Linked DNA regions of Mus musculus: regions 1, 3, 4 and 5 are each linked to region 2. The links are chromatin contacts, called in public Hi-C maps. All regions are on one chromosome and are shown on one strand. The core of a region is the stretch at or near the end of the contact, and the rest is flanking DNA. Distances in the headings are between cores, read along the strand shown. Region 1 overlaps Alk (anaplastic lymphoma kinase). Region 2 holds the start of Alk (anaplastic lymphoma kinase). Region 3 overlaps Alk (anaplastic lymphoma kinase). Region 4 overlaps Alk (anaplastic lymphoma kinase). Region 5 overlaps Alk (anaplastic lymphoma kinase).

Region 1 (2,700 bases), core at 83-2,582, 330 kb after region 2:
CTGTGGCTTCTGCCTGCCCCGCCCCTGTTTTATCAGGTGACTTCGCTGCTGACCTTGGTCCTGAACACACACCATGCACACTCCGCTCTGGGCATGACTTCACACTACATAGTATCAATACAAGCTAAGACACCTTGGCTCAGATGCACTGTATGCATAGAATGCAAAGTTTTTATTGTACAAAGCTTTCTGTTCTTAGAGAAACATGCTGGTTTAATTACAGAAAACAAAGACTTCCAATATGTTCCTACCGTCATCTCCCAGTATGTAAATATCAAATTAGTATATCATTGGATTACACTGTGTTAGAATGTTTGATTTTTAAAATTGCTCTTTGAATTGCCGACTTTCATATCATGAAAACAGAGTTCCTCAATGAATTTTGGCTTAGGATTAGGATAAAGTTTCTCACAGTTTCTGAAATGGCCCTAAACAAACTTCTGCCATTTTGTACAGCACAATTGTGTGAAACGCTGTTCTCAGCACTGATGAGAGAAATCAAAATATTGGTCAATTCTACAGAACATTGAAGATGCCCACTACCTGCCATACTAAATATCCAGTCAACATTTAATTCTTTACATAAAATAAATAATCATAGTCACCTCGTTAGTAAACAAATTTGATGTATTCTTTACTGAACTATATGCACACCAAAGAATTTCTTTTAAAATTTTTCCAGAAGGTAAAGGAAGGAGGAGAAATGATATAATTATAATTGCAGAAAAGAATCCATTTTAAAATTTCCTCATGATTTGTCATCAGTAAATGTCTGACTTGGATACCTATGTAAAATATCTGATATCAAGTAAAACTTTCTCACTCATAAAATGGTCACAGATGTGAAACGTCTAGGAAACTTGTCTGAAGGATACCACATGAGGGTCCTCTATGGTCATCTCATAAAGGTCCACTATGAGCTCTGTCTTCTTGGTAGGATGGGGAGCTAGAGTAGGAGGCAAACCCCAAGCATGGTTGGCTCTCTCACTTGGCAGACATCAGTACCACACCCTCCTTTACATCCTCACAAAGCTATCTCCTCCCCATCTCTGCACCCCTTGCCTTTTTGTCTCTGCCACAGTCCTCCTACTAAGATGGAAAAAAAACGGGTCCTCCACAGGCTTTCAAAGTTTTGATAAAGTACGATGCCAGAGAGCGGCAGACTCTCTGGTATCCAAACTCGTATTTAAATCACTGGGAAGGTTCCCCGTCTGTCAGGAAGCCACATCTTCCTGGACAGAATTACTCATCAGATCTTCAGGACCAGTTGAAACATCTTCGCTGCCAGATTTTTTTTTTTAACCCTAATGCAAAATCTGTATGAGTCACTTTCCTTGTTAGGCATTAAGGAATGTATTATTCTGTTTGGTTGTGTGACCCAAGAAAGGGGAAGCTAGCTGTGTGTGGGGAGATTTCTGAGGGCTTCACAGCAGATGGAAAGAGTCCCTGTCACATTGGGCTTGTCAGCACTCATTCTTACTTGAGTGGTCATCTTTCACATGCTTGCAAACACAATGGGCATGGTGGCAGAGGTAGGGAGCCGGAAAGCTCTTCTCGCTTGCCATCCTGTTGACAGCGTCCTGATTTGTGAAGCTGTCCAGGCTCCCTGTTCCCTGTCACCATTGCTGCCTCTGCCACTTCCCATCAGGGAACTGGAATTCCATCTCCCTCCTTCCTCTCTTTCCCATTCAGTATTTTAGACTAGTCTCACAGTTCCACACAGGCATTTTTGTGGTCACCAGCTAGCACACTGACTTTGTCTTCCCAATCATGGAATGGGATATTATTTTCTATGTCTGTTTTCTTTTAGCAGTTCAAGATACTTACATTTTATTAATAATAATGAACCATTATAATCCCATTAACAAACGGCATTGTTTTTCTACGGAATACCATAACAAAATTATGTTTATGTCAAGCCGAGTATTATTCCTCAAATTTCATTCTTGACTCTGCCACCAGGATATTCACAGTAAATTCACTGGTGAGTTATATATTTTTTAAATTAGCTCTAATTTTATTATATTTAAATTTACAATTCTAAGCAGCAGAAGAGACAAGTTTAAAGGAAATGGGAGACTTGTAAACCTCATTTTCAGCTCAACACAAATCAAATGAACCAAAATTCTTCAAAGAAGTAGATGTAAATATATAAAGTTGTATATTCCCCTTTGATTATTGCTTTAATTATAGCCACTGGTGTCTGATATGTAGTGTTTATTGTTTATTAGACACTTTATGGTTTAACTTTCTAATTCCTTTTCCTATGTAGCAATGGGGCTTTTAGTCATACAGGAAAGATGGCTTTACTTTTATTTTCTCTTTAGTGTGAAATAGTTATTTTTAAAGAAAAATAAAATAAAATGATTGTGCCCCTATAAAGAAATGTTGTTTATTGTATTTTCAGTTTATAGAAACTTGGGGAGTTTCAGTGAACAAATACGTATTACATTTTGTGGCTCTTTTTGCCACCATCGATGCTATGGTATTTCTGCCATGCCCATGTGGCTTTCTTAAGTCTTCTTAAAGCTCTCTCTGGGCAGCATCATCTCAGTTGCATGGGGCTGGGGGCAGGGAGACTGTGTTTTAGTCTTTCCCTTCTAGTGTTTCTCTGTCTCTCTGGTGTCAGGTGCAGTTTCTATCATAGAAAGGAAGACGTGCTGGGAGTCAGGTGGGGATGTTCATGATGACCGCCCTGTG
Region 2 (2,700 bases), core at 172-2,671:
TTAAGTAAGTGAATAAATAGAAGGCCTTGAGTGTGTGTGCCACCGCCCCACACAACCTTCTTCCACAGAGTCATATCCATAGCCTCTGGCCTGCTACTCATGGACCGCTAGGGCAAAGTAGCAGTCAAGAGGACTGGAGGGTGGGCTTGGAAGTCTCACATGAGCAAATGATCCAGAACTGGAATTAAAAATATCCGTCTCATGTGTGGTGGTTTATGCTTGTAATCCCAAATCCCAGCACTTGAAAAGCCGGAACAGGATTTCCAAGAGTTCCTAGTCAGTCTAGGCAGTGTAGTGAGTTCAAGCCCAGCCTGGGCTACAAAAACGAGGTCGTATTTCAAAAAAGGCCAAAATAAAAAAAGTGAATAAACAAATAGTGTCGTGGTGGGGTGGTTGCTCAGCGGCAGAGCGTTCGCTTGTCTTATAGAAGGCTCTGAGTTTCATCCCCAGTTTCTGTCTGGAAACCTGTGCAGACACCATTATGAGAAAACCAAGTGGCTGACAGGTCTGACAGCATTTGTTGCGGCTAAAGCCGAAGAAGAACAACTCAGGCTCTCAGGAATGCTTTCAAATAACAGGAGTGTTGGAGAAGGTTCCCTTTCAAGGCTCCAAGGCTCTTGAATCTTGCAGGGCCTCGCTACCCCTGCCTCCTTCTGGTTTTTCTTTGCCTCCAGATTTATTCCGGAACCTGCTCCTCTGAAGTCGGACACATTTAATCTGTTAAATGTATAATTAGACAGAGTGTTTGGTTGCAACGATCGCTTCCAGTTTTCCCATTTATCCAAAATACTCTCTTGTTCGCACAGCGGAGAAATAGGGCAGGCAATCTGGAGGAAGGAACAGGCACCAGCAGCGGGAGGCGGGGCGGGCTTGGTGCTTTTCTCAATGAATACTGAGGCCTCTGCAGATTTGCATAGGAGCAGATCTCGCAGCGGCATTGGCCGGCGGGCTTGGAAGGGGGCGGGGCCGGCTGCGTGGGCTGGGCGGCTGCGCTGAGTTCGCTCTAGAGCCCCGCCCCTCGCGGAGGCCCCGCCCCCCTTCGGCGCGCGCTCGCGGCACTGCCAGCTGCAAGTGGCGGGCGCCCAGGCAGATGCGATCCAGCGGCTCTGGGGGCGGCAGCAGCGGTGGCAACTGGCACCTCCCGCTGCTTCTGTCCAGCGGTTCTCGGGGGGGCAGTAAGACGTTTTCCGTTCGCCCCCTGGCCAGTCAACAAAACCGCGGGCGCTGCTGGTAGGTGAGGAGGGGGCTGGCTACATTGCGGGCTCCTCTGCCCGGAATGTTTTCACTAGTCGCCAGCGGCCAGGGCCGCCCGGGTGCTTGGGAGTGAACTCCGAGGAACCAAGACGTCGGTGACGGCAAGGACGCTGCAAACTTGCGCGCGTGGAGGCAGCGGGAGCCTCCTCTCCGCAACGCAGAGCTCGTGTTCACGCCCAGAAGTTCAGCGGGCAGGGTGATCGATCCGAAGACTTCCTGCAGCGGAGGTCACTTGAGGGGGCGCTAGAAAGCAGCCCCCTCCGGTGGTCCTTGCCTAGACCTGGGAAGGAGCGCAGAGGAGGTGACAGGAGCGGAGGACGTGGGCAAGACAGTGACCGACTCGGAGCCACGGTTCACAGCCTGGAAAGTTGCAGAAGATTGGAAGCTAAGAGGAGAGCTCTGGTCGCCGAGGGCTCCTTGAACGGTACCTAATTGCCACCTCCCTGGTCCCTGAGCAAAGGCCTCTACAAATGGGGCGCAGCACGGCGAGAGGCGCAGGATCCAGCTGTTGAGCCCAGGGTGTCTCACTGTCTCCGAACTACCCCCTGACTTTGTCTTCCGTTTTGCTGAGAACCCTTCTCGCCTCCTTGTAGCTTGGGAAAAGCAAGGGCGCTCTATAGTGTACACACAGTCCCTGAGATCTAGTGGAAGGAGCCATTCAGGACCAAGGACTATTTGGAGCCCTTTCCTGTTTGGGGGAGAGTGAAGGGCGAGGCTGGACCAGCAAGGGAAGGGAGACTAGTGTAAACTCGCCCTCCAGCGGGATGGGAGCTGCTGGGTTCCTGTGGCTGCTGCCTCCACTGCTTTTGGCAGCAGCCTCGTACTCCGGAGCTGCAACCGATCAGCGCGCGGGTTCCCCAGCCTCAGGGCCTCCTCTGCAGCCCCGGGAGCCGCTCAGTTATTCGCGCCTGCAGAGGAAGAGTCTGGCAGTGGACTTCGTTGTACCCTCGCTCTTCCGCGTCTATGCCCGAGACCTGCTGCTACCGCAGCCACGGTCCCCCTCGGAGCCCGAGGCTGGCGGGCTGGAGGCGCGGGGATCACTGGCCCTGGATTGTGAGCCTCTGCTCAGGCTGCTGGGGCCACTGCCTGGAATCTCCTGGGCAGATGGAGCCAGTTCTCCTAGTCCCGAGGCGGGTCCGACGCTGTCCAGGGTGCTGAAGGGAGGCTCGGTGCGCAAGCTCAGGCGTGCCAAACAGCTGGTGCTGGAGCTGGGCGAGGAGACGATTCTTGAAGGCTGTATTGGTCCCCCAGAGGAGGTAGCGGCTGTGGGGATACTCCAGTTCAACCTCAGCGAGCTGTTCAGCTGGTGGATTCTCCACGGCGAAGGGAGGCTGAGGATCCGCCTGATGCCTGAGAAGAAGGCATCGGAAGTGGGCAGGGAGGGAAGGCTATCCAGTGCGATCCGAGCCTCCCAGCCCCGCCTTCTCTTCCAGATCTTCGGGACGG
Region 3 (2,700 bases), core at 14-2,513, 410 kb after region 2:
TCTCCATAACCCCCTGGGTCCTAGCCTTGTAGCAGCTTCTCCAATCTCACATTCTCTTGTAACTATATATGAGTTCAAGGCGCATTAGGACCTGAAGAGTATTTCAGTTGTGGCATCTTGGGGCATTGAATTCCAGCTCTTTCTGCAACCCCAGGCCCATGGAAGAGTCTTTTCAAGAACCAGGCTCTGACTTGCCTGGCCTCAGCCAGTAGTGTGTACATCCAAACTCAGCTTTGACTTGCCCCAGCCAGTGGGTTGCCAATCATGTTGTAAAACAGACCACCTCTTTGCAGATCCACTGGAGCTCATTGGAAAAGCTTGATAGTGGTCCCTTGGCTTTGAAACTTTAGAAAGACATCCAGGGCCTCCATAGCTCTAAGCCTCCAGTGTATTTCCATAAAGCAGTAGTAATACCTTGTAAGATCATTGTGAAAAATGACAACCAGCACATACTTGCTATTTACCATATTCATGGTACTGGGGCATATGGCTTCATTTAATAGTTCAATTTTTCTATAAACAAGTACCATAACAATGTATATATAACTCCCAAGATAATGTCAGAATCTACTAATTCCCTCTGTTTTTCTACTGTTTTATTTACTTTTGTTTGTGCCCTGGAGTCATGTAGAGCAAGCCCACTTCTCCTACCAACAGACTCTTTCATCCCTTTGAGGATACCTTTCATATCTTGCCTCCCCAAACTCTGCAGTGGGAGAATTTTTTTCTATAACTCATTTCCAGAGTTCTGTCTGCCACTCAGATAGGATCTTTCCAATGATTTCCCTCCTGCTGAGTTGGCCCAAGCTTAGCTCACTGTTTTACTGGCTGTGCCTTGGCCCCAGAGCCCCCAGCCACCACTAAAGTTGACACCATGAGGAGCCATGGAGGCTGCTAAGCATTTCACAAGGACCATTTCTTAGACAATTTGCATCTTTCCCTTCCAGGGAGAGAATCCTCAAGTTTCTCTCGCAGGGAAAGAAGGACTTTCTTGTTTGCCATCCCCATTCCTTAGAAACATCTGATTCAAAAAGAAATTTAATTCCAGCCTCGATGTACGCGTCATCTCGCTTCGTTTGTCATCCCTCTAGCCTGCCAGCTCTGCCCCTTTGTTCCCCTAATTGCCAAAGACATTTTTATACTGAGTCAATTGCATCAGGCTCAATGCAAAATGAATCAATTTGAGGAGGATATAAGCTGCACTCTTGTCTCAAGTGTGCGTTAACATTCAGATGAGCTATTTAAAATGGGTCCAGGTTGGTGCCAGAGAGACAACCTCATCTCTATTCTGACTCATTGCCTGCTCCTGGACTCCAGAGATGGAAGCCTGGGAGCTCTCTCTCAGTCTCTCTCTCTCTCTCTCTCTCTCTCTCTCTCTCTCAAGAGAGGAATTAAACTAGATGATATCTTTGAAGAGCTCAGATTTAAGGATCTGGTGGACAAAAGTTGAGTTTGGCTTGATGAGTTCACCGTGAAATAAAAGATGGGTAGAGGAGACAAAAGTGAGAAGAGATTCTATGCCCCCTTCACTCTCTTGCTCGCCATACCTCCCGCACGCACATACATACAAAACCCAGTTGAAGTACAGATCGTACAGCCACAAGTCTTTGGATGTAAAACAAAGCAAACACGAGCAGCAAATGGCACCTGTCAACACTTTGATTTCAAAATTAAACAGTGTTATAAGACGGGTGTGGATATGAAGCTACCCTGCGTACACAGGGCTGTGTGGTGATTCAGTGGGTTCATTCTTCTGTCATCAGGAGAGTCCGATAATATCTCCATTAGTAGCAAGAGGTTTAAAGACGGGAGCGAGGGGCAACACCAGAACAATTGCCTGATTTATGCTTTTTCAATCACCTGGGCTCATGGCCTAAACTGGTAATGGACTCTATCCATCAAAAAATTATTCTATCTGGCATGCAGGCTTCTGAAGAGATCTGGATGTCCTCGCAGAGAATTGGTTAAATGATTTAATGTATGGGAAAGCTCTTAGCACAGTGCCTCAGTAAAAGCTGGAGGAATCTATTTGGTCCATTTTAATTAGATGCTTCAGATATTGTGATACATCACACACACACGCACACACACACACACACACACACACACACACACACACACACACGAGATCCTACAGCCCTGAAGTGTACAACTCTTAGCAGTATACAAGTGTCTTTTCAGGAAGGTATACCAGAGCATCACTGTGCCTCAGTGTCTCTCCTTTGTGTTCTCTGAAGTACGCCAGGTCTACATTAGCTCACCAGCCTTGCACACTTCTGTTTTTCCTTCAACTTCATCAAGACATACATACATACCTTACATGTTCGTGTCAGTGTCCCCAAGTCCAAGACAGCACCTGCCACAGATGAGGTGTTCAATACATTTTGAAACTGTAAAACTTTCAAATAGTATCAATAGGCTGGAGAGATGACTCAGTTGGAAAAGTACCAGGTATGCAAGAATGAGGGCCTGAGTTCAAAGCCCACAGAAGAACCCAGTTGTGGGGATAAATGTTTATAATCCCAGGAGAGAAAGAAATGGGAAGATCTGTGGAGATTTCTGGCCAGGGCATCAGTGACCCCATAGTCCTAGAGACAGACTCTGTCTCGAAATAAAATGAGAAAGAAGATAGATGATTGATAGATGGATGGATGGATAGATAGATAGATAGATAGATAGATAGAAGATAGATGATAGACA
Region 4 (2,700 bases), core at 97-2,596, 450 kb after region 2:
TACCTGTGAGAGTTCACTGTGGCATGACCTATTACATTCAAGATAGCGCATTTGTCATGCTTGGCTATTTGGAATATGAGCAAGCATGAGATTAATACATCATCAATACATCATCTTTGGAAAAACACTTAGAGACTATTGAACTCAATTAATCATTCATTGCATATCTATTAAGGATAAGGCATCACGCCAAGCTTTAAGAATAGAACAAAAGCCAACTAAGATACAGACCTTGTTTTTAAAATGCTCACGCTAACATGATATAAGTGTATAAATAAATAATTTCCATCTTCATTTATTTCCTTTGCATACCCATTCACATAGTTATGCTTCCGCTAATAAGGCATCTTGAATTCTGCTTTCAGCTTTCAGTGGAGCCTTTACAAAACCAAATAATGATGGTCAGTTTGGGATTCTCCTTTATCAACCTTAGCCCTTTTGCTGTTTTCTGTTTTGGGCCCCAGTTTCTTTCTTTCTTTTCTTTCTTCCTTTTCTCTCTTTCTTTCCTTTCTTCCTTTCTTTCTTTTCTTTCTTCCTTTTCTTTCTTTCTTTCTTTCTTTCTTTCTTTCTTTCTTTCAACTTCTGGATATTTCCAACTTTTGCTGCTAATTTTTTATTGGTTATTTTATTTATTTACATTGTGAATGTTATCACCCTTCTCAGTTTCCTCTCCACAAGTCCCCTATCCCCTCCTCCCTTCCCCTGCCTCTATGAGGGTGCTCCCCCACCTGCCTACCCACTCCTGACTCAGCAACCTAGTGTTCCCCTATCCTGGGTCATCCAGCCTCCACAGAACCAAGGGGCTCCCCTCCCAGTGATTCCAGATAAGGCCATCCTCTTTGGTTGGTGGTTTAGTTGGGCCCCACTTTCTATCCTAGAGAACATGAGGGCTGAGTTGGCTAAAGTGGCACCCTCTACCCTGCTCTGTTAAGTCAAACTAATGACCTTACATAGATAACAGCCTTCTGTCACAGAGGGAGGCCAGGCTGAGATTAGTGTGCCACCAACTCTCTCTTCTGCAGAATCTACCTAGTCTTCCTATTTGCAACACTGTGGTTATAAAGTTTTCCTGTGACTGAACACTTTAACGTTCTCCCTACAGAGCACTGTTAGCAAAGTGAAGGTGGAGGAAATTACGGAGGGTTAGATTGTTAGACATCATTGTTTTTCCGTTCTTGGCTTTCCAACCAACCTCAGTGAAATGTATGAAATATGATCATGAAGGCTATCTGGAATATTCCCAATAGTATCTTGCCCAAGCCAACCCCACTGCTTCAAAGTCATCAGTCATACCAGGGAAACTGCTTGACATGGCCTGAGCTAATGTTGTTTTGCTCCGGCGCTGCTGTGATTAATTAGACTTTTAGGAGAGCTGGTGAGTCATTCGTGTTCCAGTCTCAGTTTGGGGGTTAGGGATTGACCCCAGCATCCTGCTGAATATAGTAGTTGATGAAACACTACTTATATAACAGGAACCAGGCACCCAGTGGAGCAAGTGACAGACTATTAAAGAGCAAGTAACAGGAACTTTTCAGTTGCCTGAAAAGCAGCCTAAGAGATTGCAGATAATGTAACTGTTCACATGGCACATATTGATAGCACCTGCTTTGTTCCAAACACCTGTCCTGGAGTTATCTAGAACTGTATGTGGGTTGGTTATAGTTGCTGCTGTAGAGGTGACATCCATAAGGCAGGTAGAATGTGAAGGGTCGTGTGTGTGTGTGTGTGTGTGTGTGTGTGTGTGTGTGTGTGTGAATGTCTGTATGTGTGTGTGTGTGTATCTGTATGTGTCTGTATGTGTGTGTGCATGTGTGTGTGTGTGCAGGTGATACATAACTCGAGACCAACAAGTAAAAAGCAAATGAACTGAACAAAGAAGATGAAATAATTCCAACCACACAGAGCCCTCACATTTGCCCTCGGTATGACCTCCAGGAACAAACACAAGGTGGCAGAGGGTGGGACAGATGCATGGGCTGTGAGCTCTGGATCTGGCCCTGTATTTGTGGCCCTGATTATGTCCCCAAACAGCGTCCTGTGGTTCATAATGCAGTGTTGAGCAAGCTGACTGGTATGTGGTGGGTGTTGCAGAAGTGTTTCTTCACCATCTGCTGAGGCACCAAATCATGTGAGGAATGGCCAAACGGATAGCATCAACTCTGTTTTCAGGTGGAGAACTTGAGTCTCCAACCAGTTAAATAAATTGCATGATGTCATGGAGCTGTTAAGCTGAAGGCTCAGGACTGGCCACTGTCGGCTGCCTGGGTGTTGTGCCCGGTGGCCACACAGTTCACATCTTCATGGATAAACCTGTTCAAGTACAGTCACTTCCCCCCATGGAAGTGTGAGGTTTCAAATAGTTAAAGCTTAACAAATACAATGACATGATGTGTTCTCACAGATTGGGGCCTTGGGGTCAGGGTGGGAGATGACTCAGTCAGTTAAGGACTTGCCACATGAGCCTTGCTTTGATTCTCAGAACCCGCATAAAAGCCAGGCATGGTAGCACAGGCTTTCAGTCCCATCTCGGGGTAGGAGAGACACCAGACCCTTGGGGTGAACGGGCCTGGCAGCCCAACCTACTCAAGCTGCAATTAGCGAGCCTGTCTCAAAAGACAAGGTGAATGGCTTCCGAGGAATGAAGCCTGAGGTTGACCTCTGACCTCCACAGGCAACACATGGACAGGCATGCCTGTGTGT
Region 5 (2,700 bases), core at 199-2,698, 280 kb after region 2:
CACTCCCATCATTCCCTCCTCTATCTTTAAATTGTTGTACGAAGAGAACTTCTTACCACTTCACTAGCAAACTTCAATCATTGTTGTATTTTACTATGGGCCTAAAATCCTAAGCCAGGAGTTTCCACCCTGACCATGCCTGATGCATGGGGGAGCTACAATAAGGAAACTCAAAATTTATCTGTGGGTGAAAAAGATCTGTGATCCCTCTAGGTGTTATATTTTTTAAGGCATGCATATAAAAGCAAATAAAATACAAATTCATTTAAGAACACCACTAAATTTATAGGACACTGGATGCTCTCTTAATTAACCTTTGCTTTACCAAGTCATTGCATTATCTGTTTCTTTATAAAGCATCTTGATGGATGTCTACAACAACCTGTACTCTGGAGGTCAACAGGCACACTGTAGGACGCTGTACTTGCTGCTGCTGACGCTTACGGTGTTAGCTTCCCTGGAGTCCCTGGTATTTATTCTAAAAGATATTTACAGTAATTACAAAATCCAATTGCAAAGCAAGATGAGAGCTATGATTTCTCTGAAAATTCATTTGAACACTTTGGGAAGATTTGAGAAAGGTAAGCCATTAAAAAGAGAAGTCGCTGCTGGATGAGGCAAGGTCACCTGAGAACAGCTCTGTAGGCTGTCACTACAAAATGCCCAGGAACCCTCGTAGCTGACATGTCCTCCAGTGTGGATGTGACCACAGAGCAGCATGTATACACACAAGCCCTTGATAGGATATGAGATGGCTGCGAACATTAGAGCCGGGGAAGGAAAGCTCAAAGACCTCCAAGAAGACTCCACTGAAAATGAGCTCGAAATTACTATTTTAGGTTGGTGCTTCCCTTTACATAAGTTCCAGCTGGAAATCATGAGCAATGCATTAAGATCATGGTAAATATAAGGGAAGTGACACACATGCAAAGGACATCAAAACTTTGGTGTGTAATACCCATGCTGGAGTAATAAAATGCTTACAACTACTATTTTATGATTCTCATGGTCACCCGGTAGTCTTAGGAACTCCATCTTGGGCTTGTGTCCGATGTTACTCTGTCTTGTTCCTTGTGCTTGTGGACAGTGCTACCATGGGATGGAGCCAGCAATAGTTAAAGGACAACTGCTGCCTACCCAAGAAGTGATTCAGGTGGGAAAGTCAGGAAGTTATACAAGAACCTTGTCATTGCTGTCGTCTTAGGTGACATCCAGTTACCTTTTAACTAAGTACAGGGCTATGTGATGTCATCTGGGGTGGCTTGAATGAGAAATGTCCCGCAAGGACTCAGATATTTAATCACTTCCTTCCCAGTTGATGATGATGCTCTTTGGGAGATGTTATGAGGGGGTACAGCCTTGCTGCAGGACGCACATCACTGGGAAGAGGGTTGGAGTGTTTACTGACTCTCCCTGCTCTCTGATACAGGCTTAGGGTTATAGATGTGATCTCTCAGCTTCCTGCCCTGGCTGCCTGCCACTATGCCTCCACAGACATGACGGATTCTTCTCCCTCTGGAACTGGACCAGAAGAACAAACTCTTCCTTCTGGAAGTTGCTGTTGATCATGGTATTGTATTGCAGCAACAGAAAGTAACTAATATACCACCATTACCAGAAGTGGGACAGAGGTCCCTGAAAACACCCACATCAGTTTTGGAGTGGGCCACAGACTCCCTGAGCAGCCCACACAACTGTTGTTTAAGAACTCCAAGTCACCATGAGGCGGCTAGCAGATTCTGCATTCTCCATAATTGCACCCAATTTTCCAATTGAATTATCGCATGATTTAATTCGTTTGCTGCATCTGGAGAGCATCAGCATTGTGCAGCTGTTGCAGCTTCAAGAGCTAATTGTTGCTAAGCACATTAAAAGTAGCCCTATTGCAATGCACTGGAGTCAGAGGGGAGGGGGTGCAAAGTTATACTTTCCATTTTCTCTTTGGTTGAATCATCACCCAAAGAGCCTGAGGGGGTAGCAGACATTTAAGCCCTGTTAGCTTGGAGATCTCATTGTGCATGGTTACTGTCACTAGATGTAAGCCTTTAAGTGAGCCAGACATATCCCGATACCAAAATACACAGAAACCTGAAAGCCCTGTTTGGAGCATCTTAGAGAATTATGCATAACAAGATTAAGAAAGAAGGCAACACGTCACCAAAAAGGATGAGGAAGTCAATTGTCAGTAAAGCACCCATACACCTACAAAGCCCTTGCCCTCATATTCCAATTATAATAGTTATCCACACACATGCTGCCCTCCCCGTCTAATTGATCCACCTTGGTGTGTGTCAGTGGAGTATCTCCAATGGCCTGCTTCAGCCCCAACTATCATAGTTTATTTGGTATCTCCTAGTCAGAGTCCCAATCTCCAGAAAGCACAGGTTGAACGCTAGCCTTCTTCTCGGTTGGAGTTTGGATTATATGTCTTCTCGAAGTTGATGTGTGGAAAAATCTGTTCGCCAGGTCATCACAATTTGGGGGGGTGTTATAAATATTCTAGGGGGCATGTCTAGTTGGAGGAAGCTGTATGCTGTGGGGGAGGAGTATGCCTTTGGGGAAATGTAATTGGTTCTTAGCTAGGTCTTGATCCCACCCATCCCTCCTGCTAGTTTCTCCTTCCTCTCCCCTCCTCTTCTCTCCCTCCTCCCTCCTATCCACACAATCAGAGCCTCTTTGCTCCATTTCATTCTTGTTTCA

What was found. Hi-C and Micro-C count contacts between places; a contact is called where the count stands out from the background.
Region 1: a contact with region 2 is called in a Hi-C map of the N1E-115 cell line, with 5 times the contacts expected there. The contact joins the enhancer-like site here to the promoter of Alk in region 2. A contact is called at or near these places in 4 of 39 promoter capture datasets (embryonic stem cells, hippocampal neurons, liver and 1 more), 1 of 484 Hi-C or Micro-C datasets (the N1E-115 cell line) and 5 of 115 datasets of contacts at active chromatin or transcription factors (astrocytes, embryonic forebrain, embryonic stem cells and 2 more).
Region 3: a Hi-C map of the N1E-115 cell line shows a contact between it and region 2, with 5 times the contacts expected there. The contact joins the enhancer-like site here to the promoter of Alk in region 2. A contact is called at or near these places in 3 of 39 promoter capture datasets (cranial neural crest, hippocampal neurons and liver), 2 of 484 Hi-C or Micro-C datasets (the N1E-115 cell line and cortical neurons) and 7 of 115 datasets of contacts at active chromatin or transcription factors (SST interneurons, astrocytes, embryonic forebrain and 4 more).
Region 4: a Hi-C map of LSK cells shows a contact between it and region 2, with 4 times the contacts expected there. The contact joins the enhancer-like site here to the promoter of Alk in region 2. A contact is called at or near these places in 3 of 39 promoter capture datasets (embryonic stem cells, hippocampal neurons and liver), 1 of 484 Hi-C or Micro-C datasets (LSK cells) and 2 of 115 datasets of contacts at active chromatin or transcription factors (embryonic forebrain and neural tube).
Region 5: a contact with region 2 is called in a Hi-C map of the N1E-115 cell line, with 6 times the contacts expected there. The contact joins the enhancer-like site here to the promoter of Alk in region 2. A contact is called at or near these places in 10 of 39 promoter capture datasets (the HPC-7 cell line, embryonic stem cells, hippocampal neurons and 4 more), 4 of 484 Hi-C or Micro-C datasets (the C10 cell line, the N1E-115 cell line, cerebral cortex and 1 more), 7 of 115 datasets of contacts at active chromatin or transcription factors (astrocytes, embryonic forebrain, embryonic stem cells and 3 more) and 1 of 9 other capture datasets (pancreatic islet).

The regions. Positions count from the first base shown.
Region 1 is chr17:72,274,328-72,277,027 of GRCm38.p6, reverse strand. The region is part of intron 3 of Alk (anaplastic lymphoma kinase); the gene reads left to right. Among named protein-coding and RNA genes, the nearest start is that of Gm41613, 150 kb to the right of the region's middle. Within about 2 kb of position 1,332, at least 31 of the 459 cell types and tissues checked have an H3K27ac peak or open chromatin away from gene starts, as enhancers often do. A contact at or near this core is called in the N1E-115 cell line, where this site is marked.
Region 2 is chr17:72,603,028-72,605,727 of GRCm38.p6, reverse strand. It overlaps Alk (anaplastic lymphoma kinase), which reads left to right and starts at 1,421. Exons shown (of 29, transcript NM_007439.2): 1 at 1,421-2,700. The coding sequence starts at 2,019.
Region 3 is chr17:72,189,819-72,192,518 of GRCm38.p6, reverse strand. All of the region lies in intron 4 of Alk (anaplastic lymphoma kinase), which reads left to right. Among named protein-coding and RNA genes, the nearest start is that of Gm41613, 62 kb to the right of the region's middle. Within about 2 kb of position 1,263, at least 5 of the 459 cell types and tissues checked have an H3K27ac peak or open chromatin away from gene starts, as enhancers often do. A contact at or near this core is called in the N1E-115 cell line and SST interneurons, where this site is marked.
Region 4 is chr17:72,157,812-72,160,511 of GRCm38.p6, reverse strand. All of the region lies in intron 4 of Alk (anaplastic lymphoma kinase), which reads left to right. Among named protein-coding and RNA genes, the nearest start is that of Gm41613, 30 kb to the right of the region's middle. Within about 2 kb of position 1,346, at least 29 of the 459 cell types and tissues checked have an H3K27ac peak or open chromatin away from gene starts, as enhancers often do. A contact at or near this core is called in LSK cells, where this site is marked.
Region 5 is chr17:72,325,324-72,328,023 of GRCm38.p6, reverse strand. The region is part of intron 3 of Alk (anaplastic lymphoma kinase); the gene reads left to right. Among named protein-coding and RNA genes, the nearest start is that of Gm41613, 200 kb to the right of the region's middle. Within about 2 kb of position 1,448, at least 2 of the 459 cell types and tissues checked have an H3K27ac peak or open chromatin away from gene starts, as enhancers often do. A contact at or near this core is called in the N1E-115 cell line, where this site is marked.